2 separate regions of the Astyanax mexicanus genome follow, and region 1 is linked to region 2. Evidence: chromatin contacts called from public Hi-C data. All regions are on one chromosome and are shown on one strand. The core of a region is the stretch at or near the end of the contact, and the rest is flanking DNA. Distances in the headings are between cores, read along the strand shown. Region 1 overlaps LOC103046717 (phosphofurin acidic cluster sorting protein 1). Region 2 overlaps sf3b2 (splicing factor 3b, subunit 2).

Evidence for each region. Hi-C and Micro-C count contacts between places; a contact is called where the count stands out from the background.
Region 1: a contact with region 2 is called in a Hi-C map of blood, with 13 times the contacts expected there. The contact joins two enhancer-like sites. A contact is called at or near these places in 3 of 3 Hi-C or Micro-C datasets (blood and muscle).

Annotation. Positions count from the first base shown.
Region 1 is chr8:13,449,375-13,452,074 of AstMex3_surface, forward strand. It overlaps LOC103046717 (phosphofurin acidic cluster sorting protein 1), which reads left to right. Exons shown (of 24, transcript XM_022678093.2): 9 at 1,222-1,382. Among protein-coding and RNA genes, the nearest start is that of LOC111194330, 28 kb to the right of the region's middle. Within about 2 kb of position 1,272, the one cell type or tissue checked has an H3K27ac peak away from gene starts, as active enhancers do.
Region 2 is chr8:13,383,520-13,386,219 of AstMex3_surface, forward strand. sf3b2 (splicing factor 3b, subunit 2) reads left to right here. Exons shown (of 22, transcript XM_007236090.4): 21 at 1-134; 22 at 1,705-1,933. The coding sequence ends at 1,776. Among protein-coding and RNA genes, the nearest start is that of LOC103046717, 10 kb to the right of the region's middle. Within about 2 kb of position 1,417, the one cell type or tissue checked has an H3K27ac peak away from gene starts, as active enhancers do.

The DNA of each region.
Region 1 (2,700 bases), core at 22-2,521, 66 kb after region 2:
TATTATATTTTAAAAATTTTCAATCACAATTACAATTAGGATTATTAGTAATGTTTCTTATAAAACATGAAACATTTTATGTAATGCTTAAATAAAAATCCTCAAGTTAAAGGAATGCAATATCAGACAGAAAATTGACAAAAAAGTCCTGTTAAGAGGACTGTCTTAACACCATATGCCAGGGTTGTCCAAACTACGGCCCGCGGGCCATTTGCGGGCCGTTTTCTTTTGTGGAGCGGCCTGCGAGGTATTTTAGAAATAGAGTGAAAGTTGGCCCGCTGTTAAGCAGGTTTTTATAATGTGAGATTCAAAGTTTGAACGCTAGGTGTCAGAAACTGGCCAAAGAGTCTAAAAGCGGAGAGAGTGCGCATTTCTAGCGCAGAAAAACGGGCAAAAGAGTCTAAAAGTTGGCGTAATTAAGGAGTTTTATTTTAAGAGACATCATGAAATGAAACATCAATTTGAAAAATCTTAGTTTACACAACACTGTAAAAGATAAAGATAGTAAGTCAAGTAAAATAGTGTGTAAATGAAAAAAAAAAGTATTATTTAAAGTGGTATATTTCATTATTTCTTTTATTACAGAGTCTGTGGCCCGTGACTTCAAGTATATTTCTCCTTCTGGTCCCCAACAAAAAATGTTTGGACACTCCTGCCTTATGCCCTTTGACTCTAAGCAGTATTAATAGCTAAGTGAGGATATGTATTGAAAGAGATGTTTAGAGAATGTCGGAGATTTTTTTTTTTCTTAAACTGGCCAAAGAAACAGTTTTCAGCAGTTTTCAATAGTGGCGTGTAACAATTACCTATGTATAAATACTAACTGCTCAAATAAGAATGTGGCCTTGACACCCTAATATATATTTATTAGCTTTTTTATTTCTAATTTTACATTTTCTCCTCAATTTGGAATCAATGTTCATATGAACTCTAGATGGGTGGAAACTAACACGTGCCTCCTCTGATACATGTAAAGTCTGCCACCAGCTCTACCCACCCAGAGAGAGCATGGCCAGTTATGCTCTCTCGGTCTCTGGCTGCTGATGGCCTGCAGCATAATTTGAAAGTCAAACCAACAATCCTCGGATCCTAGTGATCATGACTTAGAAAGCAACACTTCTTTGTATGTTTTTGTCTGAGACTGACAAACGATCAGTCTGATAAAGGTCAGAGAAGGTTGTATTGTATTGTGATTGCAGTAAATGTGGTTTGTGGTTGTAGGTTGGGTTTGGTTTGGAGCATGTGTCTCGGGAGCAGATTCAGGAGGTGGAGGAGGATTTGGACGAGCTGTATGACAGTCTGGAGATGTATAATCCCAGTGACAGCGGCCCAGAGATGGAGGAGACGGACAGCATCCTCAGCACACCAAAGCCTAAACTCAGGTACAGTGCTCTGTATATACAACATACAGCTCTGGGAATAATTAAGAGACCACTTTTAGTTTCTGAATCAGTTTCTCTGATTTTGCTATTTATAGGTTTATGTTTGAGTAAAATGAACATTGTTGTTTTATTCTATAAACTACGGACAACATTTCTCCCAAATTCCAAATACAAATATTGTTATTCACAGCATTTATTTGCAGGAAATGAGAAATGGCTGAAATAACAAAAAAGATGAAGAACTTTTAGATCTCAAATAATTCAAAGAGAACAAGTTCAAATTCATAAAGCTTTAAGAGTTCAGAAATCAATATTTGTTGCAATAACAATTTAATAATAATTTGTTTTTAATCACAGTTTTCATGCATCTTGGCATCATGTTCTCCTCCACCAGTCTTACACACTGCTTTTGGATAACTATATGCCTTTACTCCTGGTGCAAAAATTCAAGCAGTACAGTTTGGTTTGATGGTTTGTGATCATCCATCTTCCTCTTGATTATATTCCAGAGGTTTTTAATTTGATAAAATCAAAGAAACTCATCATTTTTAAGTGGTCTCTTATTTTTTCCCCCCATAGTTGTATGTCTACAATGTATACATTGTGTATTAAGACATGCTTATGCATGTATAGTCTACAGAACAATGGAATATGAGTAATTGTTTATAATGTTTTATTGTCAGTTTAATCTGTAGTCAGGAATCTGTTTTCATTATGTCCTACCAATAAACTATACAATACTTACTACTATACAAACTATCCAATAGAAAATGTTAGGGATATTTGGCTTTTGGGAAAAAATATGGAAAATATAAAAAGTTCACGCTACAGTGATATTATATCATGGAAGCAGGGCATTTAATTATAAGCATAGAATTGAAATTTTCTCATCCCAAACAATTTATTGAAACAAAAGCAGACAACAGAGTTTGGTATACCCTAACAAATAATGTCAATGTCTTAATAACATGTCATTGAGCATCAATTACACAGTGAAAATGATATCTAATGCTGTTTACAAGTCGACTTATTGTCTGCTGGGGCATGGCATCTCACTCTTCTTCCTGAAGGCCTTATTGAGAGCCTTATTGAGTCATTAAAATTTTCTAGGGTGCAGAGTTACGAGCCTCTACAGGGCGACTCTACTGATCTAATGGGTTTTCTTTGGGATTCAAGTCTGGAGACTTGGTCTGCAAACCACACCCTTTGTGGCACCCCAGTCTCCAGCAGCCATTCCCTAATGATGCAACCTTACTGGAGCCTTGTCATCCATGAAATTAGGCCTGTGTTCTTCATATTGATGTTCTTTAAGTAGTAT
Region 2 (2,700 bases), core at 167-2,666:
TCGCTCCCGAGGAGTTGGAGCTAGACCCCATGGCCATGACGCAGAAGTACGAGGAACATGTGCGCGAGCAGCAGGCCCAGGTTGAGAAGGAGGACTTCAGCGACATGGTGGCTGAACATGCGGCCAAACAGAAGGTACTGCTACAGTCTCATATTCACACTAATATAATAATAAACTTTTATTTATAGAGCGCTTCAGCTCCAAAGTTGCAGCTCAAAATGCTATGTAGAGGCAAATGCTGAAAGCATAATGACAGTTACATAATGCCTAAACTTGTCTATAGATGATAGAGATAAGGGTAATATAAGGGTTCATTGATATGTCTCCATATTTAACGTTTAGCCTAAATGAGCCTTTAGATTAAATAAGTATCTGGCAGTGGTTCTTTTATATTATCAAAATGCCATGAGATAAGGATTTTTCTTAGTAAAGGAAAATGTAGAGATTGTAGAGATTTTTTGTTGTGACTGAGACGACGATAAAATACTGACTTTACCTGAATTGTTAGTATAACCTGTTGTCCACCACCTTTGAGTGTGATGGTAATGTGCGTACGATTATATTTTTATCTACAAATAATTTGTAAGACATACTACTTTATAGCATTTGATTGAGTATTGTAAAAGACCACTTCAGTTTCTGGATCTGTTTTTCAGATTTTGCTATTTATAGGTATACGTTTGATTTAAAATGAACATTGTTTATTTATTCTATAAACTACGGACAATATTTATCTCAAATTCCAAATAAAATATTGTGAATTGCAGAAAATGAGAAGTAGTTGAAATAACAAAGATAAAGAGCTTTCAGACCTCAAATAATGCAAAGACAACAAGTTATTGCATATTCAAAGAGTTCAGAAATCAGTATTTGGTGGAAAAACCCTGTTTTTTAATCACGGTTTTCATGCATCTTGGCATGTTCTCCTCCATCAGTCTTACACACTGCTTTTTAATAAGTTTATGCCTTTACTCCTGGTTTAAAAAAATCAAGCAGTTCAGTTTGGTTTGATGGTTTGTGATCATTTATCTTCCTCTTGATTATATTCCACAGGTTTTCAATTTAAAAAGGTAAAAATCAAAGAAACTCGTTATTTTTAAGTGGGCTTAAGTTTTTTCCTAGAGCTGTAGTTTATGCTTACTCTGGAACTCTATCATTTTGATAAAATAATAATGACTCTCTAAGTCATTTTGATAAAATAAAGAATTTCTCTCTTTGTTGTTGGAGGTGGGTATCAACCTTTTGCGTTTTGCACCTTTTTCTTTTAACAGTACTAAACAGAAATCTGTATAACTTGCCCATGTGGGGAATTTATGGGCAGCCTCAAGAGAGGTTAAACATGGGCTCCATCTGGGCTGTGCACTGCATCGGGCCCTTGATGGGACCCAAGTGGGCTGTAATGTGTTTAAGCCTGTTTGGGAAGCCCAACTAACCATGCCCACCTGGGACCCTCCCCATGTGAGCCCCTCATGAGCATGTTGAAAAGAAAAGCCTCTAATTTGACCTGTCCTGTCCTTCTTGCTCCTTATTAAGCCCCTTCCTACATGTTGCTGGTTTTTGACCCCCTAACTTGCATTTGTTTAATGTGCTGAGAAGGCAGGTGTTATTAAGGATGAATATAATGCAAATCTAATGCTATATAAAGCTCCGCATTTCCCTTGTGCTTTCTATTCACTGCTCTCTCTCTCCCTGTGTGTCCAACAGCAAAAGAAGAGGAAGGGTCAGCCGCAGGACACTCGCACCGGAGCCAAGAAATACAAAGAGTTCAAGTTTTAGGCAGGAGAGAATCGTGAGACCACCGATATTCATGCTTTCTGTTTTTCTTTTTAAAGTGAGTCAGTAGAAACGGGCCGTGTATGTGTACGCTGATCCGCAGCAGTTTTTCATTTTCCAACATGTTTTGTAAATAAAATATAAATTCATGCCATTTTAATCATGTGTTTATTTCTCTCTTGAACACACATTCTCATACTTTTGCTGCTGCTCTGTAATAAATGGACCAATAATAATAGTTCAGAATCAAAAACAGTACCTGCAATGTGTGATCAATAAAGACAAAATCTTTTTACATATATAAATGAACACACTGATTTCCATAAGTATTTTAGATTAATAATTTAACTGTAGCTTGTAAGATAATGGTTCTGAGCACAGGTGTTCAGTTAAACACACAAAGCTTTTATAATCTCTAGAGATAAGCGCTGGGACACTCTAAAACAGCTGGATACCATGCCCAGTGCTTACTGTTATATAAACATATAATGATTCATTTGTGATGTAAATTTCCTGGAGTAATTATAGAATTTGTGTTTATAGGATTAAACTTCAATCATTAGTACCAGATTTGAGAGTAATTGCAATCTGATTCTCACAGCAATTCTCCATCATCTAAAGTAATAATATTAATGTCTCAAACATCACTGATGTTATTTGTTAAAGAAAGGAAGTTCTATTTTTTGATTATATATGAAACCTTTAATTTATAGTATGTTTAAACGCAAAGTAAGTACATTTAAATTGTTCAATTATTGGATTTAAATAAATAAATAAATAATTCCATATATTTGTTAAATGTATAAATGTTTATAATCAGTGAAATTAATTAAAAAACGTTAATCCTCTTGTATACCTAATCTAAAGTCAATTACAATTTAAGTTATTTATAAATCAATAAGTTATTGTATAACTAACTAGATGGAA